2 separate regions of the Pan troglodytes genome follow, and region 1 is linked to region 2. A link is a contact called in public Hi-C data. All regions are on one chromosome and are shown on one strand. The core of a region is the stretch at or near the end of the contact, and the rest is flanking DNA. Distances in the headings are between cores, read along the strand shown.

Region 1 (5,686 bases), core at 2,540-5,039, 97 kb after region 2:
CTCTGAAACACATTGGTACCTGTGTATTAACAGTACCATGTCCTAGTTAGAAAACTTCTATCAGACCAGATTAATTCATTTAGCACATGCTTACCAAGCTCTTTCCTAGGGACTGGGAAAATACTGTGGAACAGGACATATAAGAAAACTTATATTCTAATTGTGTGTGTGTCTGTGTGTGTGTCTATGAGAGAGAGAGGTAGTTAAGAATCACATAAGTACATAAGCAATCAAGAAGGTATCTAGTGATAAGTGCTATGATGAAGATTTAACGGTGATGGACTTGAAAGTATTTGATGGTCTATTTTGGGTTAGCTGTGCAGAAAAGGATTTTCCAAAGAGGGAACATTTAAACTGGATCTGAGTCATAAGATGTGTCAGCCCTGGGAAGATCTGGGGAAGAATTTTCTAGGTAAAGAGGATAGCAAGTTGAATGCCTCAAGAATAGAACAAGCTTAGTGGTTGCCAGAAGAGAAAGAAGGCCTATTGCCTGTGGGGATGAGGAAGGGCAGGTGAGAGAGGTGGTCCCAAGGGCAGGGGAACCTCGGATAAGGCACAGCTTGGTAGCCTCAGGTAGAAGGTTTTATTATTATTATTATTTATATTTTTGGGACAGAGTTTCGCTCTTGCTGCCCAGGCTGGAGTGCAGTGGTGTGGCCTTGGCTCACTGCAACCTCTGCCTCCCGGGTTCAGGCGATTCTCCTGCCTCAGCCTCCCGAGTAGCTGGGATTACAGGCACCTGCCACCACGCCCAGCTAATTTTTGTATTTTTAGTAGAGATGGAGTTCTAAAATATTGGCTAGACTGGTCTCAAACTCCTGACCTCAGGTGATCCACCCTCCTCGGCCTCCCAAAGCGTTGGGATTACAGGCATGAGCCACCATGCCTGGCCAGTAGCAGGTTTTAGATTTAAGTTTAGGTGTGACAGGGAGACGTTTGAGGGTTTTAAGCCAAAGAATGATATGTTTTAACTTACTTTAAAAATATCACTTTGTCTGCTGTGTGGGCAAACAGTGGTAGATCAACCAAGTGGAGATAGAGAGCCTAGTGAGGAGGCTATTGCAATGGTCTGAGTGAGTGATGGTGGTGAGTGCAGAGAGAGAGAGAAGGGTGCAAACTGGGGTATGTTTGGAAGACAAAGATGGTGGTCCTGGTTGATTGATTGATGTAGTTGTGGGGATGTCTTGGTCTTGGCTTGGGAAGTTGGGTGGTAGGTGTTGCTGTTCACTGAGGTCAAAGTGGCAGAGGCCTGACGGAGGCACAGGTTAAAGTGTTTTCTGATGGCCTCATAGTGACTTCATAGAGGGGGTGAGATAAACTGAGCCTTGAAGAAGGATTAGGAGAACAGTGAAAGGGATGGGTCGAGATCCTGGGAAAACCAGGGTCTGTTTTGGACATGTTAAAGTTCAAGGTGTCTACTAGGCCTCTAAGTGGGGATAGTGTCTGAAATATATATATACTTTTTTTTTTTTTTTTTTTTTTTGAGAAGGAGTCTCGCTCTGTCGCCCAGGCTGGAGTGCAGTGGCACGATCTCGGCTCACTGCAAGCTCCGCCTCCTGGGTTCACTCCATTCTCCTGCCTCAGCCTCCTGAGTAGCTGGGACTACAGGTGCCCGCCACCACGCCCGGCTAATTTTTTGTATTTTTAGTAGAGATAGGGTTTCACCGTGTTAGCTAGGATGGTTTCAATCTTCTGACCTTGTGTTCCGCCCGCCTCGGCCTCCCAAAGTGCTGGGATTACAGGCGTGAGCCACCGTGCCCGGCTTGGTGTCTGAAATATTTTTATTCACCTTTTTTATGTGCACATTTCTCGCTTTGCAACCTAGAGAGCAAGCAACTCAGGGTTAGGGATCGTGTCCAATATATTTTGCATCTCTCATAGTGCTAGGGAAAGCCCTATGTACAGCAGGCCTTCATTAGATTGGAATGAATGGATATATTTGATCAGCGGGAAAACTAAGGACTAAAGATGACTGAAGATGTCAAAACTAAGCATTTTCTAATTAGCTCCAACAATTTTTTTGAAGTCAGACTTCATTAGACTCTAGCAGTTTTTCAGCCCATGTTGCGAGAATTAGTATTGGGGAAGAGAGAATCCTAAAGAGCTTTGGAGTCCAAAATTCACTGCAGAGGGACTTCTGTTACAATTTTGACCCTCTCCAAAACCTCAGACTTCCAAACAATGGCCTTTTCTGTTCATAATTGTGCTGGGTCTATGCTTTCTGACTTGTCTTCTTGCCTGCGATGGCACCCCAGGTTCTGTTCCCTGCGGGGCTCCTCTAATACCCCTCCCCTCACTGATCTCCAGTCTCCATTGCCTGAGGAACTCTCTTTCTTTATCAAAAGCATGTCATCAGGAACCTATTTAACACCCTGCTGTGGGTTAGGGAGCTAGATATGCTCCTGGCCTCAAGATTTCTGACAACACTTTAGAATCTTTCTGCAGAAATTCTCATGGCGCACTCATTTCCATCACCATCTTCAGAGGGTTGGGGAGGTGACAGTGAGGACATCGTTCAGGCTCTGCAGCATGTGCCTGGATATGGGTGTTAACCAAAAGCAATGCACATCTCCCGGGCTCTCTGTGTTTCAGTGAAGTGGCTGAGAGAAAATGCTTGGGAGTCAGACAGCGCGGGCTCTGAGTCCTGACTAGTATTTTCTAGCTATATTTCTAAACCTCGGTTTCCTCATTTGGATCATAGGCTTTTAAAGATCTACTTTGCAGTGTTGTCAGTTATCAATGAACAAATGTATGTAGGGTCACAGTGGCTGACACAGTCAGCATTCAATAAATGGTAACTTCTGCTGTTATTATTATCATTATTATTATTATTATTATTATTTGAGACAGAGTCTTGCTCTGTCACCCAGACTGGAGCACAGTTGTGCGATCTCAGCTCACTGCAACCTTCACCTCCCGAGTAGCTGGGACTACAGGCATGTGCCATCACACCCAGGTAATTTTTTGTATTTTTAGTAGAGACAGGGTTTCACCATGTTGGCCAGGCTGGTCTTGAACTCTTGGCCTCAAGTGATCCACCTGCCTCGGCCTCCCAAAGTGCTGGGATTACAGGCATGAGCCACCACACCCGGCCTCCTGCTATTAATAAAATTGGACATACCACGTAGAACACTAACAAGGGACTGAAAACAGACACAGATACAGCAAGAAAGTGCTGATAAAATCTTTTAGATATGAGAGAGGACAAAACAGAAAAAGGAAGAGTTTTTGCAAATGTAGGTGGTGAATGCACACGTGGAAACCTGAAGGCTATGTTATCAGCCTGATTCAATTCATGGGGACCTGATAAGGGAAAGGTAATATTTCCTGGAACTCACTCCATCAAGAACACGAAGATTTTATGACTTCTCTTCTTTCAGACATGCACAAAGCCAACAACACAATAGATTATCTTTCCCAAATCCCTTCTTTAGAAAGCTTTGCAGGTAAGGACAGTACCTCTATGTAAAAATCCACTCCAGGGGGTCACTGACTGCCTCTGGGGTCAGGAAATGGCTCTCTGAAGAGCTTGCTGGGCTTTGCGGTTGGATGCCAGGGCTGAGGATTGCATTAAGTTCTTCGAATAAGCCTGTAGTTTGGCAAAAAGGCTTTCCTCCTGGGCAGTTGAATAATTTTTAGATGATCCAGCTGGCACATCGTGGAAACACGCTAATGAGTCAGGAGTGATCTGACTCCCCCCTCACCCCACACCCCCGTTGCTCAAGGGTAGAGAATTTCCAGGGAAGCCAGTGAAAGATTTATGAGACTAATCCCGGAAATATTTCTTCCCCATCTATTCTTCTCAGCAGGGGTGCCAGCAGCCCTGGGTTTGGGGTGTGAGGGGTAGAGAGGGCAAATTAGAAGGGGACAAAAACGCTGACTTCTGCCTTCAAGTGCTAGAGAAATCGGCGACTATAGATACCACCTAATTAGGGTTCCACTGTCAATAAAATATTCAGGTCTTTTTTGGAATGTGCCTGCCTGGAGGCCCCACAGAGCTTCATGGATGAATTTGAGGAGGCGTGGAGCATTGTGGCTTGTGGAGCACGGAGTAGGGGAAAGCTTGTTTCAACTCTGGGCTGGGAGGAGTCTGACAAGTGAGCTCTTCTGACTCACTTTTACAGGGATGAGGGGGAGGAGGCTGCAGGGATTTAGCGGCGTAGGGCAGTGTCTCCCGTCACCCGTGAACTTCCCTCTCCACACCCTGCATGTGCTGCATCTTCTTTGGGTGGGCTGACCTCTCCATGACGTCCTGGTTTGGAGGGCTGCCCTGTCTTTCTTATAACTCCAGGCTCCTTTTATAGAAAAGCGAGGGGATGGGAGTTGGGTCACTGGAGAATATCTATAACATGGTGCCACTCTTGGGTTAAAAAAAAGCTCCTGTGTGCCTTCAAAATATGATTTTAAAAAATATATAAAAATGTAAAATAGAGTAAGAAAATTCAATCCTTCTGGCTCAGTTTCAGTCACGCATGGGCAAAGGGAACAGAACTATCAGGCATGATTATTTGCCACGACTTTCCCATTTTTTGTTCAGAAAAATATTTTAGTTGTAAAGGTTGGGAAAACTAGGCTATTTGAGTTTTGCCTCTTATGTCTTCCCCCACCCTGTTTTCTGTAAAGACACTGCTAGAAATGGCCAAAAAGGATGTCAACACTGGAAGAGGCTTCAGGCGCCAGCAGAGCCTGCTGGTGAGTAATGAAGAGAGGCATAAACCACAGGAAAGGCCCTTCTCTTGATTAACACGGATTCCATTCAGCATCACCTTTCCTCCTTGTTTCAGGTAGCCTCAGTCCTAAGATGGAGAGACCTTCCAGTCTCTGAGGAGAATGGTCCTGGGCTAAACTTCGGTTTGGACTTCCCTCAGACCCTCAATGGCTGCTGCCACCTGGGCACAAGGATGGCCTTCCTACCTGGGTCCTCTACCCAAAGCTTTCCAAACACAGATGTACTGTTTAATAGGGAAAAGGGAACTTTTTTTTTTGACACAGGGTCTTGCTTTGTCACCCAGGCTGAAGTGCCCCAGTACAGTCACAACTTACTGCAGCCTCAACCTCCCATCTCAAGCAATCCTCCCATCTCAGCCTCCTGAGTAGCTAGGACCACAGGTGTGCACCACCACGCTTGGCTAATTTTTAAATATTTTGTGGAGATGAGGTCTCCCTATGTTGCCCAGGCTCGTCTTGAATTCCTGGACTCAAATGATTCTCCCACCGCAGCCTCCCAAAGTGTTACGATTGCAGGCATGAGCCACTTCCCATCTGGGGACTTTTAATAATATAATTTTGTGTAACTACTGACAGTCTTGGTAGCAGAAAGGGCATCCATGCCATTTCCCTTCCAGAAATTTCCAAATGGTCTCTGAGGATCTCAGAAGTAAGACTCTCATTTTTGCTAACAAAAGGAGGTTACCTAGCTAACTCCACCACTGCATTAATGTGTACATTTTGAGTACATCATTTTTTTTGTACATCTTTTTTGAGTACAACTTAGTACACTAAGTTATAAATGGACTGGACTTGAAAATATTTAAATTTTAACCAAGTATCTAAGAAAACTCCAATTTGACTACAGGCTTCAGGTCCTTACCATATATGTCCCAGATTTCTGGGACAGTCCCAATTCCAAATATTCAGTATTGTGGTCAGACAAGTATTTTGGTTCAGGAAGTATGAAGTCTGCCTC
Region 2 (5,421 bases), core at 2,527-5,026:
TTCCTCTCTCTCTCTTTTTAAAAATAAGAGGATTGCTGATGGAAGCTGAGGTCTCATTTTCCTAGGTTTGTATATCTGTATTCTTACTGTTCTGAGGTCTTCAGATCCTCCTTTGGGAATGGAGGGCTTATTCCTCCAGCCTCTGTGTGTGCTGGCAGCTCCCTCAGCAAAAGAGCACCACCTCGCCCAAAGCCATGGTCCCTTCCCTGGGCAAGCTGCATTCAGCAACTGGGTGATGTAGCCCTATAAAAGCCTTCTTGCCTTAAATGTGGACAACCTGTGAGGCCATTTCAGCTCCAGAGGTCCCCATGGTGCCAGCCAAGGCTTGGCTGAGACCACATCCCAACTCAGCATCTCCATCTGTCCACCCTGCTTCCCTCCCTTCCCCTTGAGGGATGTTGATCGCAACATATGTGCTACTGGGAGGTGTGGTCCCTGGCTGGGCGTCCACTTCCCAACACGAACTTGACACTATGGAAGGGGAGCACAAATCTTTGGTGGGCAGTTGGCCCCTCTGCCACACTGTGTCTCCAGGACACAGCCTTGAAGTCCATCTAGCAAATAACTCGGGGAAGGAAAGCTGTGCTATCTTCCTTGCACAGATTCAGAAAGTGTCCTCATAAAACAAAGAGGGCGCTTTTGGAATACCAGCAGGGAACATGTCTGAATTTGGGTGGGGCTTCAGGAGACCACCGGAGGCAGGATGGCAGCTGCTTAGCCTACTGTTTGGTCTAATTCCCTGAGCTGTCCTGTCCCTGGTACCATGATCGCACCGTGTTAATTAAATCATTCTCATTAATTCAGCCCAAGTGTAAATTAGGAAGGAATGAAGATAAATTAGGTTTGAAGGCAGCTAATACATTTAACCCCATGCTGCTTATTTTGCAGCCTAACAAAATAACATTGTTAGGGGAGATAACAAGCCCAAAGCCTTGGGCACAGCTTCTTAATAGCATTAAAAAAATGAGACTTTGGTTTGATGTCACAAGACAGAGGCAAAGACCTGCTCCCAAGGGCCTACAGGACTGGCCTAATGTCTTGTGTGAAGTGTTGGCTATTGTGTAATGCGGATACAGTGTAAGCAGCATTTCCTGACTTGTTTGTGACTCAGATATCTGCTATGTCTATGGTCGTCCAGTTTTGATGACAGCCCTGTTTAGAAGTTTCTTCCTGTACACAATGGAGACTTGCTCAGCTTTTCTTTGTGTGAGTGGGGTGATAAGAGTTACCTTTAGGATTGGCTGAGAGATGCTGTGGGATTACACAGTTTGAATTGCTATGATCATAAATTTGCTAACTTGCAAATCATTTTCAGCTGAGATAAACATTAAAAACTGCCCAACTGCCCGAAAACTAGTCATAGATTGGCTCAAGCAAACCAGAGTACAGTTTGTAGGAGGTCATCAGTAGCACACATGATTTCCAAACTTGCAAGTTTAGTTCTTGTGACTTTCAGCAGGAAAATGTTTTCCAGTTTTTAGGACTTACATAAGCTAAGTCCTTCTTTTCTCTTGTATTGCTTATCTCCCCGAGGCAGATGAAGCGAATGTATACGGTCACTGAATGCATTTCAAGATTTTCCAGTCTACAGCTTTTTTTCCCTTTCTTCTATTGAAGCATAGAAAGTGGCAACATTAGGTAGAAAAGATACAGGAAAGTGGCACCAGCGGATGGTGACACAATGGCCAGAGGATTTCTTTCCTTTCTCAGCCCTGCCTGCTTAGCAAAGTTCTTTGCAAAGGGATCTGAACTTTGCTGTTCCCTTGGTTAAGGACATCCCGCAGTTTCTAGGTGGTAAAGATACATACCTGTCCCTAGTTCTGTCGCTTCCTGTGGCAAAATCCCCAACCAACCAGCTGAGCTATGTACATAGTCCATTTCTAGGCAAGGTCATCTAGGTGCCGTTTTAGGTAGATTTGACTCACAAAGGAAGCAGACAGAGTGGGTCTAGGAGGTGTCTAAAAGGTGCGTTGGTGGCTGCCTTGATGAGCTCCCCCACACCTTGCCACAGGCTACAGAAACATGTTTTAAAAAGACATATGTGCAATAGTTACACATTTCCGCCTCCCATCTTTTCAGCACCTATCTCTGGAGTCTACAGAGTTTCCATCTGTCTGGTCTTTGCTTCAGAACCTGGGTGCTGCTTGCCAGCCCTCTCCTAACCTCGCAGCCCCCCTGGCTCTCCATACGTGGTTCTTGACATGAATTGATCCGGGCTGTCTCTGTGAATCAGCCTCAAGCCGAGACTCTGCATTAAAAAAAAATATATATATTGAAAGGTTCGTGGTGAGGCTGCCTGCCGAGTTAATGCTAACAAAGGACTTCAGAGGGCACTGTCTTTCTTTGTTTGCAAGGAGCGAAATTTCTCGGCGCAAATACCAGGAAGGAACAAGGATAAAGGAAAATGAAATTAGAATGAAGAACTGACAGTCTTGGTTTCAGCAGTCTGGACTCTGGAAGCGCCATGTGGGGCCTCCTTAGCCAGTTTAAACGGCTCCTGCGCCTAGTGTTTTAAAGCAATCTGGGAGGCGAAGTGCGGGCGCTTGGGGACGCGGGGACCCGGGGACGGAATAAACTCTGTCGTGGGTCCCTCACTCTCGAGCTGCAGAGCTGGGACATTGTTGCTAAGTGACTACGAGCCAGGCAATTCACATCTCCCTGGGCCTCGGTTCCCCACCTGTAAAACAAGGGGGCTGGACCGGTCATCTATCCCGTTCATTTATAGACTTAGCTCCAAATACCGAATAAAAGACAGATATTTTAACTCCCAGCGGAAAGACAAGCCTCTAGTTGCAAAGATAAATGGGATTCGTAAAAGTGATCACCACGCGAGATTATTTTTCGAATCGCCTTCCTTTCTCCTGACACGCGGGACTATTAAACGTGTGTGTGTGCTGGGCCATTTCTTTACTGAACTCCAAACTAACACCACCGAGCGATAAAAAACAGGAGAGGGTGATGGAGGCTTAATCGCTAGGAGAGGAGGCGGCGTGGCTGCTGCTTTGAGGAGTTCACTTTGAATCAAGCGGCCGCGGCGATTGGCTGAAAAGCACGTGGTGCGCGCCCCGCAGGACTGCGCCCCGGCTGCCCCTGCAGTCGCCTGGCTTAGGGCAGAGTCCAGCCAGGGGTGCCGCACCCACTGGGGAGTGGGGAGGGAGGACACATAGGAAATGCCTGGGGCTGGAGTCTCTTTGGCTCTCTGCCAGCAAGAAACTTAAACGTCCTGGCTTGCCCAACCCGAGTGTCCCTAAACTGTCCAGACTTTTGCCCGTCCATTGCCACTATCTCTCCCCACTCTGGGTGTCCTACCCAAGGCGCTGTCTATGCGTGCCCAGGGCCTGTCCTGCGGATACCCAGCTCGCCCCTTGCAGCCCTTTTTAGAGCATCTCGCGGGCTCTGGCATCACCAAGCGCACAGCCCCGGGCTGCGCTCCCCTAAGGTGGGTCCCTCAGATCCGGGGCTGTCCATTAACCAGGCTGGCCCAAAGAGGCGCAGACACTCGAACCCGGGAAAACTTATTTTATTCTCGGTTCCCGGGGTTGCAGCTGCCAGCGGCTGAGACAGTGCGTCCGCTTTGTCTCTCTGCACTCCCCGCAGCCCCCCTCTCCCGCTTCCTCTCCCGATTAACTCCCCCGACACGCTCTTCTCTAGCTCCTCTCCTCCTCCCACTCCTTCTCCTCCTCTTCCTCCTCCTACACCACGGGCCGCGCTAATGCGCTTCCTCCCTCCCCCGGTGTCGGTCTCTTTGCATACGCGCCCCCTCCCCTCCCCGCCGCGCCACTTATAGCGGGGCGCAAGGCGGCGGGGCGCAGACTGCTCTGGCAGCCGGAGAGGAGGCGGTGCGGCGGTGGCGCTGCGGAGACCCGGTCCAGACGCCTGGCGGCCGCCGGCGCACAAGGCGCTTTCTAGCTCCCTCCCCCGAGCGCACAGCCCGCCTCCTTCCGCGGCGCCTGCAGTGGCAGGCTTGCTCTGCCCTACCGTGACGCGCTCCGGGAGACGCTCTGCGGGTCCTGGACACCGGGTCCGCGGCGTGGGGACGAGAGACGGAGGCGAACGCCAGCGGTAGCCGGTCCGCGAGCCATCGTTCGGGGCGCAGTCCTCTCCCCGGCTGGCCCTCCTTTCTCCGGGGCATTCGCCACCGCTTCCCTGGGCTGAGACGACCGGTTCGTCGCCTCCTTGCCCGTGACCGTCGCTAGAACTCAGTTGTGCGTTGCGGCCAGTCGCCACTGCTGTAAGTTTCCCCCACTGCCCCGGACCTGTTGCAGGCGCTGCGGGCTTCAGGGGCTGCTTCGGCTGCAGGGGTGTGTTCGCGAGGGGTGAGCGTGCTCCGGGCACTCGGGAGCTTCGACTAGAGGGCAAGGGGAGCTCTTCTCGGTGCGGAGATCACGGTGCCCGCCGCTGCCCTCCCACAGCAGGCAGAAGCCGGGCATCGCCGGAGAGGTCGACCGGCCTCCCCTCCGCGGTGCGATGTCCGGGGCGAGCCGCTGGGGAAGCGAGGAGCCGAGCTAAGGATACAGTCAGCCTCTCTCCTCTGCGGAAAGCAGCGCTTTCCTGGGGGTGAATGTCGCGCTGCGTCGCTCCCCGCAGCCTCCAGGGCCGAGCGCGCGGGATCGTTGGCCCACGTTGCATCCTCCCCGGCTTGGAGGAAAGTTGGGGCCATGCACAGACACCTGAGTGCGGGCATGTTCACTGCGGCGGAAATGTCTATAGAGAATGAATGAAAACTGCTTTCTGAAAAACTAGTTTCTTGATCTGTCGTGTTAACATTATTAGTTACAAAGGATAGGAATTGGTGGGCGGGGAGATGAAACACTGAATTTATTCACATGCGGTTTGGTTTCACACAGGCATGGCCAGCTTGTTAAATAGCGTTGCAAGTGTTAATAAAAAGACTCTGGCAAGAAGCTACTTTTGTTAAGATCTTTATAATGTTCTATTGTTACCGGTAATGTAAATGCCCAGAAAAAAGTCTGCCTAGTTTCTCTTTTGATTGGATTGAGATCAGGTTCAAAACCTGGAGAAGGGTGCGGGACGCTAAGCATTGGAGGCAGAGAGCCTGAATTAGGAGCATGAAGTGAACTGAAGTTACTGTAACTGAAGCCCTTTTGATGTTCACAGTAGTAGCAGCCCTTTCTCTGTCTTCTTTGCAGACGTAGGTTAAGTACATGTGTGCATTTTCTTGGCCACTTACTTGGTATGCAAATGTGATTTCTCTGGGGGCTTAAAAATGCTCGAAAGATGATTCATTTTATGTTGAAGGTGTGTTCAGTGACTTGTATACATGGTTTTTGCTGATATTTTGAGGTTTGCACAGTTTTAAACCAGAAAGCAAGTATTTCCTCTTGGGTTTCCAAGTTTACTTTTTATTTTAATCAAACATTGTTGCAAGAATGTTGATTGTGATTTTGACTGTGACGTGCT

The links. Hi-C and Micro-C count contacts between places; a contact is called where the count stands out from the background.
Region 1: a contact with region 2 is called in a Hi-C map of stem cell-derived neural progenitor cells, with 4 times the contacts expected there. The contact joins the enhancer-like site here to the promoter of ENC1 in region 2. A contact is called at or near these places in 2 of 7 Hi-C or Micro-C datasets (blood and stem cell-derived neural progenitor cells) and 1 of 1 datasets of contacts at active chromatin or transcription factors (stem cell-derived excitatory neurons).

What each region holds. Positions count from the first base shown.
Region 1 is chr4:41,506,467-41,512,152 of NHGRI_mPanTro3-v2.0_pri, forward strand. No RefSeq gene overlaps it. Among named protein-coding and RNA genes, the nearest start is that of ENC1, 96 kb to the left of the region's middle. Within about 2 kb of position 3,790, at least 6 of the 24 cell types and tissues checked have an H3K27ac peak or open chromatin away from gene starts, as enhancers often do. A contact at or near this core is called in stem cell-derived neural progenitor cells, where this site is marked.
Region 2 is chr4:41,409,410-41,414,830 of NHGRI_mPanTro3-v2.0_pri, forward strand. It overlaps ENC1 (ectodermal-neural cortex 1), which reads left to right and starts at 3,777. Exons shown (of 3, transcript XM_003310676.6): 1 at 3,777-4,231.